Regions from separate parts of the Mus musculus genome. Here all the other regions are linked to region 2. A link is a contact called in public Hi-C data. All regions are on one chromosome and are shown on one strand. Each heading gives the region's core, a stretch centred on a gene start, on an enhancer-like site or on the middle of the called end of the contact. The rest is flanking DNA. Distances are from core to core; before and after follow the strand shown. Region 1 has its middle 10 kb from the start of Gm33447. Region 2 has its middle 24 kb from the start of Gm34087. Region 3 has its middle 27 kb from the start of Lncenc1.

Region 1 (3,660 bases), core at 897-3,396, 210 kb before region 2:
AGCATCACTCATGTTGTCAGGGAGATGAGATTGCCATTGCCAGAAGGCGAGGCTTAGAGCTTTGAACCACGGTTCTGCTTTGGAAGGACACATGCCTCTCTCTTTCTCTCTCTCTCTCTCTCTCTCTCTCTCTCTCTCTCTCTCTCCCTCTCTCCCTCTCTCTCTGTATATATGCATTTGGTGTGCTTATGTGGGGCCAGAGGATGATTGCGTGAGCTGGTCTCTCCTTCCACTATGTGGATTCTGAGGATTGGATTCCATCTGTCAGGCCTGGTGGCAAAGCATCTTTACCCACTGAGCTGTCTCCTCACCCCCTGGTTTGATATTTTGGAGATAAGGTGTTATAAACCAGGCTCTTTCTTCACCAGCCTGCCTCTCAGCATCTCAGTACCCGCAGCTTACCTTTCCGTGTTGCCAAGGTACCTTTTGCCACTTTATTCTAATGTAAAGTCTTACTGTGCAGCCCTGGAAGACCCGAGACTCCCTATGCAGTCCAGGTTGGCCTTGAAATGAGTGTCGGTCTAACCTCAGCCTCCCAAGTGCCATGAGTACAGTGTTTGCCATCATACTCAGCTCGAGGTCCAGGTTCATAATCCTGATCAACTAGAGAAGAAAGCCATTGTTCCTCCGGCAGGGACTTGTTTAGTCTGGGAGAACCTATTGGCCAGTTTTACCAGTATGCTAATAACAGGAAAGTGAAGAGTAATTCAGCACCATCAGAACAGCCAATCCTTTCTTTGGAACTGGATAATAAATTCCATTATGATCAGCCTGTTCTATTATATCATCTGAACAGGAGGTTCCTGAATAATTAATGTGGCCTTTTTTTTTTTTAATACTATGTTGGTTGCTTAAAAGTGGAGACAGTCCATCTTTTCTCTTGAACTAGAGGGGTGACCATTGTATCCATACAGTTGTATCAACTACAGGAAAGCATTGTTAGGTGAGAGCTGTGGCGTGTTCCAGAGACCACTCATTGCCCATGGCACTTTCAGCCAGGGTCTCCGAAATGAGAAGAGTGAGATTTTCCCTCTTGGTGTCACGTGGACTTCAGACTTCGGCCACTATCAGAGCACGGCCCATGTGCTGTGGCTGCCACGCCCTGACCACGTCTGTGCTCAGGCTCGCTCAGCCTCTGTTGAGGTGCCAGCCTTGGTTCCCAGAGTGGGTGTGTGTGGTATGTGTGTGGTGTGTGTATATGGTATATGTGTGTGTGTGATATGTGTGTGTTAGGCAAAGTGTTTGCTTGTATGTTTATCTCAGAGACACTAAAAAGTCACACCTAAAAACGTAGCAAGGCTGAGTGTCTTGCTTTCCAACAGATGTTTCCAGGGTTGCAAACATGTATCTTGAATATCTTATCACATCAGATCATATTATTTATTACTTACCCTGTCGCCTGTCAACTTGGCTTCTACTCATCTGTGCTTCTGGAATAAACTTAAGGTACTCCCCCATCCCCCATTATCTTTATTTTAGAAGTTCTATATTTGCATCAGACTTTTTATGTTACAGAAGTAAAATTACAACCCAGGGTTAACCACTGTAAACATGGTTATGTTGGTAGAGACAGAGGAGAGGGGGAGAGTTGTAAGAGAGAGAGAGAGAGAGAGAGAGAGAGAGAGAGTAGTATATAAGTGGACCAAAACCTAAATATGTAAATCATAACTAAGAAAATTTTAGGACAAAAAAGTGAAAGACCTTTTTTTTAATATATGTATTTTATTTTATTTTATTGTCTCCATTTTGGTACCTTTTGCTCACTGCAAAAGTGTAACTTAATTGACCAAAATTTTAAGACCTTGAGACAGGAAGAGATTCCTTAAGTAAATCATGTAAGATATGTAGTACAAAGGAAAACATTTACACATGTGAGTATCAGAAGCCTGCAGATGCCAAGTGCTCCCCAGCACCCAGGAAGTAGAACTCCTAGACCCGTGGTTCTCAACCTGTGGATTGTGACCCCTTTGAGGGTAGAACAACTCTTCTATGGGAGTCAAGTATCAGATACTCTGCATATCAAATATTTACATTATGACTCACAACAGTAGCAGAGTTACAGTCACGAGGTACAGGAAATAACTTTGTGGGTGATGGCCACTGCAGCATGAGGGACTAACTGCATCAAAGTGACAGTGCTGAGCCTCTCCACCTGCTTACCCCCCTTCCAAGCTGTCCTTGTTTGCAGACTCTCACAGATGCTCTCTACACTCTGTGAAGACAGAGCTGTAGAAATGCCCAACACTGGTTGCAAAGAGCCGAGGTATAGCTAGTTACATCTCCATGTGATAGACTCTTACAGGGTTTTGAGAATGACTTCACCTTTTGTTTTTAATTATGTGTATACGTGGGTTTGGAGTGTGGGTGCATGCATGTGAGTGCAGTGCAGAAGAGGCTGCCAGGCCCCCTTCCTCCTCCCCACCCCTCCAGCTCTGTCTGCTTATGTGGTGCTGAGGCTGCTATGGTTTCGATGCCTCCAGCATCCCCCCAGCTTCTGGTTTTTGCAGTTTTAACTAGTTTTTACTTTTGTGGGGCCGAAGATAAAAGCAAGGGCCTCCTGCATGCCAGGCAACCATTTTTCCTCAGAGTTATGCCCCTATCCCTGCTTTGTGCAATTTAAACGTGCTCAAAAATCTCAAAAACAAATAAGTAATGTTTTCTATCTTGTACAAAATTACACGAAGGGGTTGGAGAGGTGGCTCAGTGGGTAAGAGGACCAGGGTTTAATTTCTAGCAACTACATTGACAACTCAACCTGTAAGTCCCAGTTCCAGGGGATCCGATGCCTTCTTCTGGCTCTGTGGCTTTATATGTGTATATGTATATAGCGCACATGCCTATGTACAGGCAAAACACCTATATGAAATACAGATACAAATGCTTCCACCCACAGTCAAGTCTTGCTGGAATATGACTCTTCTCAGTGAACATATTGAACTAGGACTTCTGTGTGGTCTTGGTGAGCACTGGAGTTTGGGGACCAGGGAGATGACATTGATGTACAGTGTTAGAGTCAGTGGCTTCTGATGGTTCTTAATTGAGTGGTTCTCTACCCGGCTGCACACTAAGGTCACACCAGTGGCACTTGAGACATCAGAGCCCTAGTCCCACCCTAACAGCTCTCCTAACTTGTTGGGGTGGAGGATTACATATCGAAAAACAAACAAACCGCCCCGGAGGTGTTACTATTGCTGTACATGTGAGTGAACAGGAAAGTAATGGGTTAGATAGAAACCAAAGGCAAACAAGAGTGATGCCAGCTATAGTTTGAAGAAGATTTGACCTCCAGCTTTTAGAGACAGTCTCTGGGATGCAGGTGAAGAAAAGCAGCCTGGGTTGGACTGAGAAGATTTATCTGGGATTTAGCAATGCCTGGTTCTCTGGTCTTCAGCATCTGACATCCTCTCTTGGCTTGTCTTCTTCTAATGTAAAATATCCACAGACCTGCTTTCTGGAGCTATTCCATAATGGTGGAATAGGGTACAGCCTTATTTCTGGACACACTGTAGCAGAGATTTTGCTCCAAATATTGTTTAACTGAGCCAGGAAGAAAAACAACGGGGCTAAGACTGGCTTGTCTTGACCTTTGTCATGAATTCCCGGTGTTTATGGCCCTGGGTACCTAGGACCCATGTAAAAGTAGAACTTACAAAAGCCTAA
Region 2 (3,588 bases), core at 205-2,704:
GAGGTGTGGCCTTTGTTGCAATAGGTGCAGCCTTGTTGGAGGATTGGAAGAAGTTTCTTACTGGGTATGGGCTTTGAGGTTTCAAAACCCTTGCCAAGCTCAGTATTGCTCTCCCTCATGCACTTCCTCTGTCTGTCTGTCTGTCTGTCTGTCTGTCTGTCTGTCTGTCTCCCTCTGCCTGTGTATTAAGTTATAGCTCTCAAATTACTTCACCATGCCTGCCTGCCTGTCACCTTGCTCCCCCACCATGATGATAATGGGCTAAACCTCTGAACTGTAAGCTAGCCTACAATTGCAAGAATTGCCTTGGTGATGGTGTCTCTTCACAGCAAGAGTGACTAAAGATACCTCCCTTCTCTACACCATGATTCCAGAAGTCAGGGAGGTCACACATGTTATTTTTAATTTCTTTGTGCTCAAGATGAAACCAAGAGCCTCTCATGTGCCAAACCTGCATTCTACTATGGAGCTAGGTTTCCGTTTTTATTTGCTCACATTTTTTATTTGCTCTCATTTTTACCTCTTTGATAATGCATTCGTTAGCATGCAACTGGGAAGGGAGGAATTAAAGAAAAGAATTGGGCCTTAAATATTACCTTAAAGGACAGATGATAAGATATGGTTTTAAATTAGAAGAATCTATGGCCAAAGAAACACCACCCCGAGGAAATGAGTTACCAACAGATGGGAACCAGATAATCCCACGTGAAATAAAAAGCAGTAACAAGAGTAGTTAATAATTATTGAGTATTTTGCATCAAGTACTCTTGAATTTCTTCGCATACATTCACATTTAATGAAAAGAACTGTTAAGTTGATGTGATTTGTGTCCACAGTTTGTAGGTGAGGTGACCAGAGCACAGAAAGCTGCCCAGTGGCTATGTGGCATTGTTGATAGGTGAAAACGGGGAGGCCGGCTTGAGAGCCTGTGCTCCTAACCAGTTACCTCTCCCATCTGTGGATGGAAGGTTCACGGAAACCTTGAAAATCAGTTTTGTTGGAATAGTTAGAAGCTAGGTGTTTGGTAATGGGGAGCCAGGCACTTTAGCTAGAGGATAGAAGCATTTTTTAGATGCCAAAGCTGCCCTGGTCCTGAGAACTGACACTGCTTCCTTCTCCTATAGGACTTGCTGTGGCTGAGTTTTGGATGCGATCTCCATTTGACAAGGAATAAAGACGAGGCATAAATAAGTAACATTTATCTTGTCTTACATATGGATCTCCTAGCCCTCCCTCCCTTCCTCTTTCTCTCTCCACCCTCCCCACTTCAATCTTTCTTCCTCCTTTCCTTCCTGATGCTCAGCAGCAAGATGTTCCAGTCTGGGATGATCTGAAGAAAGGGCAAAAGAGAACAGTGTATTCTGGGAATGCAGGCGCCGCCGCTGCTTTGGACTTGCTTCCAGCGGAAATCCCCATGCAGATCGTATCTTCCACGTGTCTGCTCAAACACTAAGATAAATGTCATGAAACAGGAGCAAAGGAGAGGCTTCTAAAACACCAAGATGCTTGAAAGCAGAGAATCCTGTAGGGCCTAGCAAAGACTTTTATCTCTCCGCTTCATTTCTCTAGGGAGTCTTAACTGCTCCAGATTCAATATCACCCTTGAGTGACTGGGAAGCAGCAAGTGGTCAAATTATTTTCACTGTCTGTATGGAGTCCCTGGTGTACCAGGAGGCCGATGCCTCCAGAGAAGACCCACAAATGACTGTCACGCACTGTGGGGGCCACAAGGAAGCAGTGTGCACACTGGCCTGGGAAAACAACACGCCAGAGTAACAGGGGTATTTTGCAAGCTTTTAGTTGATTCCTCATAAGGGCAAAGTCTAATTGCATCTCAGATATCAAAGTTGTGCTGCACAGAGCCCACTGTAGCCCTTAAAAAAATTTATGTTCTGTTTAGCAGGGCCAGCAGGTTCAGAGCCACGGTCACCGGCTGCCTAATTACTCTTGCGTGGTTCCCTTCACCCCACCCTTCCATTTGCTGCAGTCAAGAGTTATGGCTCTGATCATTCCAGGCTGTTTCTTGAACGTAACTGGAAATATTACACAGTGTGACCGCCTCCCTTCTGGGACTGGAATATGAGATATTGTGTAAGCTTGCCTCACATCCTTCAGAGCACATGGAGGTGGGGACTTTCTCCTGACAATTCCCACACTCTGTCCCCTTGAGTGTGCCAACCCCTTCTTGCAAGTCTGAATTCTCTTCTCACATTCAGAATGATAACAAAAGCACAGACCCAGTGGGCACGCTGGCTCTTAAAATCATGCTGACATTCAGAAAACGGAAGCAGGAAGAACATGAGTACAAGGCCAGCCTGAGCAAGAGAGTGAGAACCCATCATAAAAAAAAGACAAGAAGAAGAAGAAGAAGAAGAAGAAGAAGAAGAAGAAGAAGAAGAAGAAGAAGAGGAAGAGGAAGAGGAAGAGGAAGAGGAAGAGGAAGAGGAAGAGGAAGAGGAGGAAGAGGAAGAGAAGGGGAAGAGAAGGAGGAGGAGAAGAAAGGAAAGAGAAAAGAAAACCTGTTTCTTAGCTCTAGCATGAGTGGTCCTACTTTGCAGTCTCTTGAATTTTAAAAGACAGACACAGACATAACTGGTCCTCAACCATTGCTTCATACCAGTGGTCTTCCTCTTTAATACAGTTCCTCATGTGGTGGTGATCCCCAACTATAAAATTATTTTTGTTGCTACTTCATAACTGTAATGCTGATGCTGTTATGAATCATCATGTAAATATCTGATATGCAGATGGTCTTAAGCCCCTGTGAAAGGCTCATTCAATCCCCAAGGGGACTGTGACCCACAGGTTGAGGGCTGTTGCTTTATACCAATCTGAAGGCAGACATGCATCTACAAGCTGACCAATAGTAATATTCTGAGTTCTCACAAGGCAACTCTTTTGCAAAAGCACAGCATGGCCTGGAGCAATAGGCCTTTCTGTTTCAATAGCCAGGACCAAATGGCTAGGTCTAGGTGGATCCTGGAGTGCAGTCTTGGAACAGCCCACCAGGGCCTCAGTGCAGGTCTCCATGCTTTGTTCAGACATCTCCCTGCTGTGCTCCGAGAAGCTGTAGGGCACATTCATCCGCCCAGGCTCGAGGCCTTGCCTCACACTCGGCTCCTTTATCGTTTCAAGAGATTTGCACTGTGGAGGTCAAAGGGAGCAAGCCGGGCCAGGCCCCACCTCAGCACCAGCCAAAGTTGCTGTCAGCACCAGATGGAGAAATCGTCAGCCCAGCCAGGTAAGAGGCCAAGGGAAACCTCTGCCTCATCAGAAATACTTTGCATTTTTCCTCCTCTTTTTGCAGATGAGCAATGGTGAGAGATGAGTTCTGCCTTCTGAATGTGACTTCGTGGTCCATAGTGTAAGTGTGCATTATGCAGATGTTCTAAATGCATCAACACAATTCTCCAGAAAGCCCTGGAGACTAAGCTGCCTTGGGATTTTGCCACCGTAGGGTGCTCAGAGTCACACGAGCACACGGATTTACCAGTATGAAAATTATAGCAGACATCCACCAAGGCATCTGCTTTGCAAAGAACCTAAACACTAGATGCTATATCTTCTTGCATATCACCGCAGAATTAA
Region 3 (3,356 bases), core at 631-3,130, 190 kb before region 2:
ACACACACACGAGCACACACACACACGAGCACATACGGCCAATGGTGTGAAGCACAGGATGAATGTAGAGATCAAAGGATAATCAGTATTGGTCCTTGCCTTCCCTTTCCCTCTCGTTGTTGTTTGCCTTCCCTTTTCCTCTCGTTGTTGTTTGCTGTGCACTCCAGAGCAGCTGGCCTATGCGTTCCCAGGGATTCTGTCTCCACCTCCCATCTGGTCATAGGTTTGCTTGGGTTACAGACACGTGCTACCACACCCAAGCTTTATGTGGTTTCTGAGGAATCTAAACTTAGTTCTCACACTTGTACAGTAAATGCTTTATGCACTGAGCCGTTTCTTCAGCTCCCTGATGCACACACAGTCTTATCTCAGTAAAGGCTTGTGTGCGGGAGGGGTTGGGGGGGAATGGAGGTGGGTTCTGACTTCTGAAAGGAAGGTATATTCCTCGAGGAACTAGGACATGTCAATTTCATCTTATTACCTACAATGGCCAGAAAATTGCTGAACGAATCAGAGATGCTCGGTGAATAGTCAGGGATTGTAAATGGCCTTTTCTTTTGCGAATTGTTATTCTGAGCAATTTTGTGCAAAATAAGGCTTTTGAAGACCTTTGGTCCATTTTCATTTTTAAGCTAATGCTTAAAAAATATTCAGATTGAGAGTAAATCTGTATAGAATACCAGATTTCCATAGACTAGACAGGTTGTTATTAGTACCTCGTTTTGAATTCTCGTTTTAGCCCACAGTTCCCTTGCAATTTTACCTCCCAATCCCAATGTCGGGAAGATTCCTCTCATCTAAAGCAGCTGCTTCTCCCTGAACTCTATAAAGTCATTTGTTGCTCCTGCTTCTTGCTCTTTCTCAGTGTCTGCTAGAGGCAGACAGCAGGACATCAGCTAAGGACTGGTGAAAACTAGGTAGCAAGCAAAGCAATTTGCAATGCTAAAAGACTCAGCGTCCCACAGGTTAGAAGGAGCTGCTAGCAACATAGTAGCTGTGTGAAAGGGAGTTTTAACTGTGCCATCAACAACTGGCTTTATTGGCTCATTTAGAAAAGAAAATAAAGGGAAAGAAAATCCAAGAGCAAAATGCTATTTGAAATTCCCTTTTGTGGGCCAATCAGGGTAAAGGTGCATTGTGGGCCAGTGAGGGTAAAGATGCTGGCTGTGTTTGCTGCCAAACCTAGCAACCAGAGTTCGATTTTTGTCCCTTATGGTGGAAGTAGAGAATGGATTATTGCAAGTTGTCCTCTGACCTCCACGTCTGCACCATGGCACTTGTGTGCCCCCCCCCAAAGTAAACAATATTAAAAAAATTGATAAAACTCTGAAACACTTTCTACATTCTATGTTGTAGTTACTTCTTTTAACTACTGTTATTACTATCATTAACATTTTCAGCCTGAAGTATAACTTTTTGCAAATTATGTCTCCATGTTTTATTGTGATAAAATACATAGAACATACATTTGACCCATTTGTAGCTACGTACTTTAGATTTAGTGATGGTGAGTTTCTAGTCTTGCAGGTTTTAGGCACTAGGGTTTTTCTTAAGATTTCTGCCAGATTCCCAGGACTGCTGAAGGACAAAGAGTCGATTCGATGCTTGGTATTGTATGAATGAATCCAAACCTTATCGTATCTAAAGCTTTTAGATTAATTGAATTTCGAGTTTTTAAAAGGACGTTGGTGGTGATGGTGCAACCAACCATGAGACACAGCTGTATTCTCACAGGTTATTAAGGGCACTTTGCTGGTGTGATGATAATTCAGATCGAAACACTGAGAATTACACAGGAACTGCTTCTCTGCCAGGGCGCTCAAGCCTTGGCTGCGTGCCACTTCTAGCTTATCTGAAATGTCACACCATCACTGCGACAGGAATCACTTTGCTCTTGTATATCCACTTTGGGGTTGGCCACAGGATTCTAAGAACGTCACTCACTTATTCTGTACCATCCTTCCTCCCAGACAGTAGAAGCATTTTTTTCTTCACATTTCAAAGAATTAAAAGACATAATGAGCTCTGTGCTGACAGCATTTAGGTCTGAAATGTCCTCAAAGGTCCATGCTTTGTCTGAGGGCAGCATGGGACTACTGGGAGGTGATAGAACCTTAGGAGGCGGAGCCTAGCAGGAGCGCTTCAGGTCATTGGTCCTCAGAGGCCTTGGTAGAGCTCCTGCCTCGTCCTCTCTCCTTCTGGACGTTGAAGCTCTTTTGTTCCACTCTCCCACATGCTGCCTCATTACCAAGGCTTAAAAGCCATATCTCCAAGTGGCTCTCGGGCTGAAACCTCAGAAACTGAGAGCCAAAAGAGGCCTCTTCTCTTCGGAAGCTGATCACCAAGGCGTTGGTCACGATGGGGGAACAGCTGATGAGCACATCTGTGGACAGCACAAGACAATTACAGTGGCGTCCGTGATTTCGTGGCGTGTACACGCCTGGCTTTGTTCTTACCCAGTATCTCAGTACCAGGAGTCTCAAACATCATGTGAATGGGTGCATACTCGCCCGGAGTGGGGTCTATATTGTTGCTTTAATTAGCTACTTTCTCCCTTTATGCAACTCCTCACAGGAGCATGGGCAGTAAAGCAAATGGAGCTCACATTTCTCCTCGCTCACTTGGCAGGAATTTCGTCTTGCCCCATGTGGACGGCATTTGCACAGCTGCTATACCCACCGAGCGATAAAAAACAACGCCAGCTCAAGGCTTGGCTAGACCTGTACTTTGTTTCAGCAAAATACCTTAGGAAGTAAGGGGTTAAGCCCTCCTTCTACTTCTATTGCCTCCTCCTTCTCTTGACTCCTCCCTCCTCTGCCTCAAGTAGAGCACTCCACCTAGTCAAGACTGTCTTTGATAATCGGCAATGCACTTTTTGATCATCCCAATCACAGATGCAACTGTTCTCGTGACTGGAGAGGCACTTAAATCAGAGCTGGGAGCCTCTGCCCTTACATCTGTCATGCTACTGCCAGTACAAGGAATTTTGCTATTCACATTAAAAAAAAAAATCAGTTTGTACTTTATAATACTCTGCACTTAAAGAACATGATTACTGCTAATTATCATTTAGAAAATTGTTTTTTTTTGCTTGATTAGAGATTTTTAGCAGTGTGTACTGAAATCTAGTGGGCCTTCATTATGTGTGTTACTTTGCAGTGGATACTGGCTTAAATATTAATATATGGAAATTCAGCTTCATCTGCTGTACCTTTTGATGTCAGCGGCATAATCAGTATAATTGGCTTAGATTGTTTTTCTCCTATTTGTATTTCATACCAGCTAATGTCATTAGTGGGCTAACTACTGAGTGGGGGATCTGCATTGTAGAGCTGCTTCCTGGGCGCATTATTACC

The links. Hi-C and Micro-C count contacts between places; a contact is called where the count stands out from the background.
Region 1: a Hi-C map of the N1E-115 cell line shows a contact between it and region 2, with 4 times the contacts expected there. The contact joins two enhancer-like sites. A contact is called at or near these places in 9 of 484 Hi-C or Micro-C datasets (the G1E-ER4 cell line, the N1E-115 cell line, Sertoli cells and 6 more), 3 of 115 datasets of contacts at active chromatin or transcription factors (embryonic stem cells, fibro-adipogenic progenitors and pancreatic cancer cells) and 1 of 9 other capture datasets (adipose tissue).
Region 3: a Hi-C map of the N1E-115 cell line shows a contact between it and region 2, with 2.7 times the contacts expected there. The contact joins two enhancer-like sites. A contact is called at or near these places in 6 of 484 Hi-C or Micro-C datasets (the G1E-ER4 cell line, the N1E-115 cell line, Sertoli cells and 3 more), 3 of 115 datasets of contacts at active chromatin or transcription factors (T-cell acute lymphoblastic leukemia, fibro-adipogenic progenitors and pancreatic cancer cells) and 1 of 9 other capture datasets (embryonic stem cells).

Annotation. Positions count from the first base shown.
Region 1 is chr13:97,384,650-97,388,309 of GRCm38.p6, forward strand. No RefSeq gene overlaps it. Among named protein-coding and RNA genes, the nearest start is that of Gm33447, 10 kb to the left of the region's middle. Within about 2 kb of position 2,147, at least 47 of the 459 cell types and tissues checked have an H3K27ac peak or open chromatin away from gene starts, as enhancers often do. A contact at or near this core is called in the N1E-115 cell line, where this site is marked.
Region 2 is chr13:97,597,242-97,600,829 of GRCm38.p6, forward strand. No RefSeq gene overlaps it. Among named protein-coding and RNA genes, the nearest start is that of Gm34087, 24 kb to the right of the region's middle. Within about 2 kb of position 1,455, at least 36 of the 459 cell types and tissues checked have an H3K27ac peak or open chromatin away from gene starts, as enhancers often do. A contact at or near this core is called in the N1E-115 cell line, where this site is marked.
Region 3 is chr13:97,406,756-97,410,111 of GRCm38.p6, forward strand. No RefSeq gene overlaps it. Among named protein-coding and RNA genes, the nearest start is that of Lncenc1, 27 kb to the right of the region's middle. Within about 2 kb of position 1,881, at least 28 of the 459 cell types and tissues checked have an H3K27ac peak or open chromatin away from gene starts, as enhancers often do. A contact at or near this core is called in the N1E-115 cell line, where this site is marked.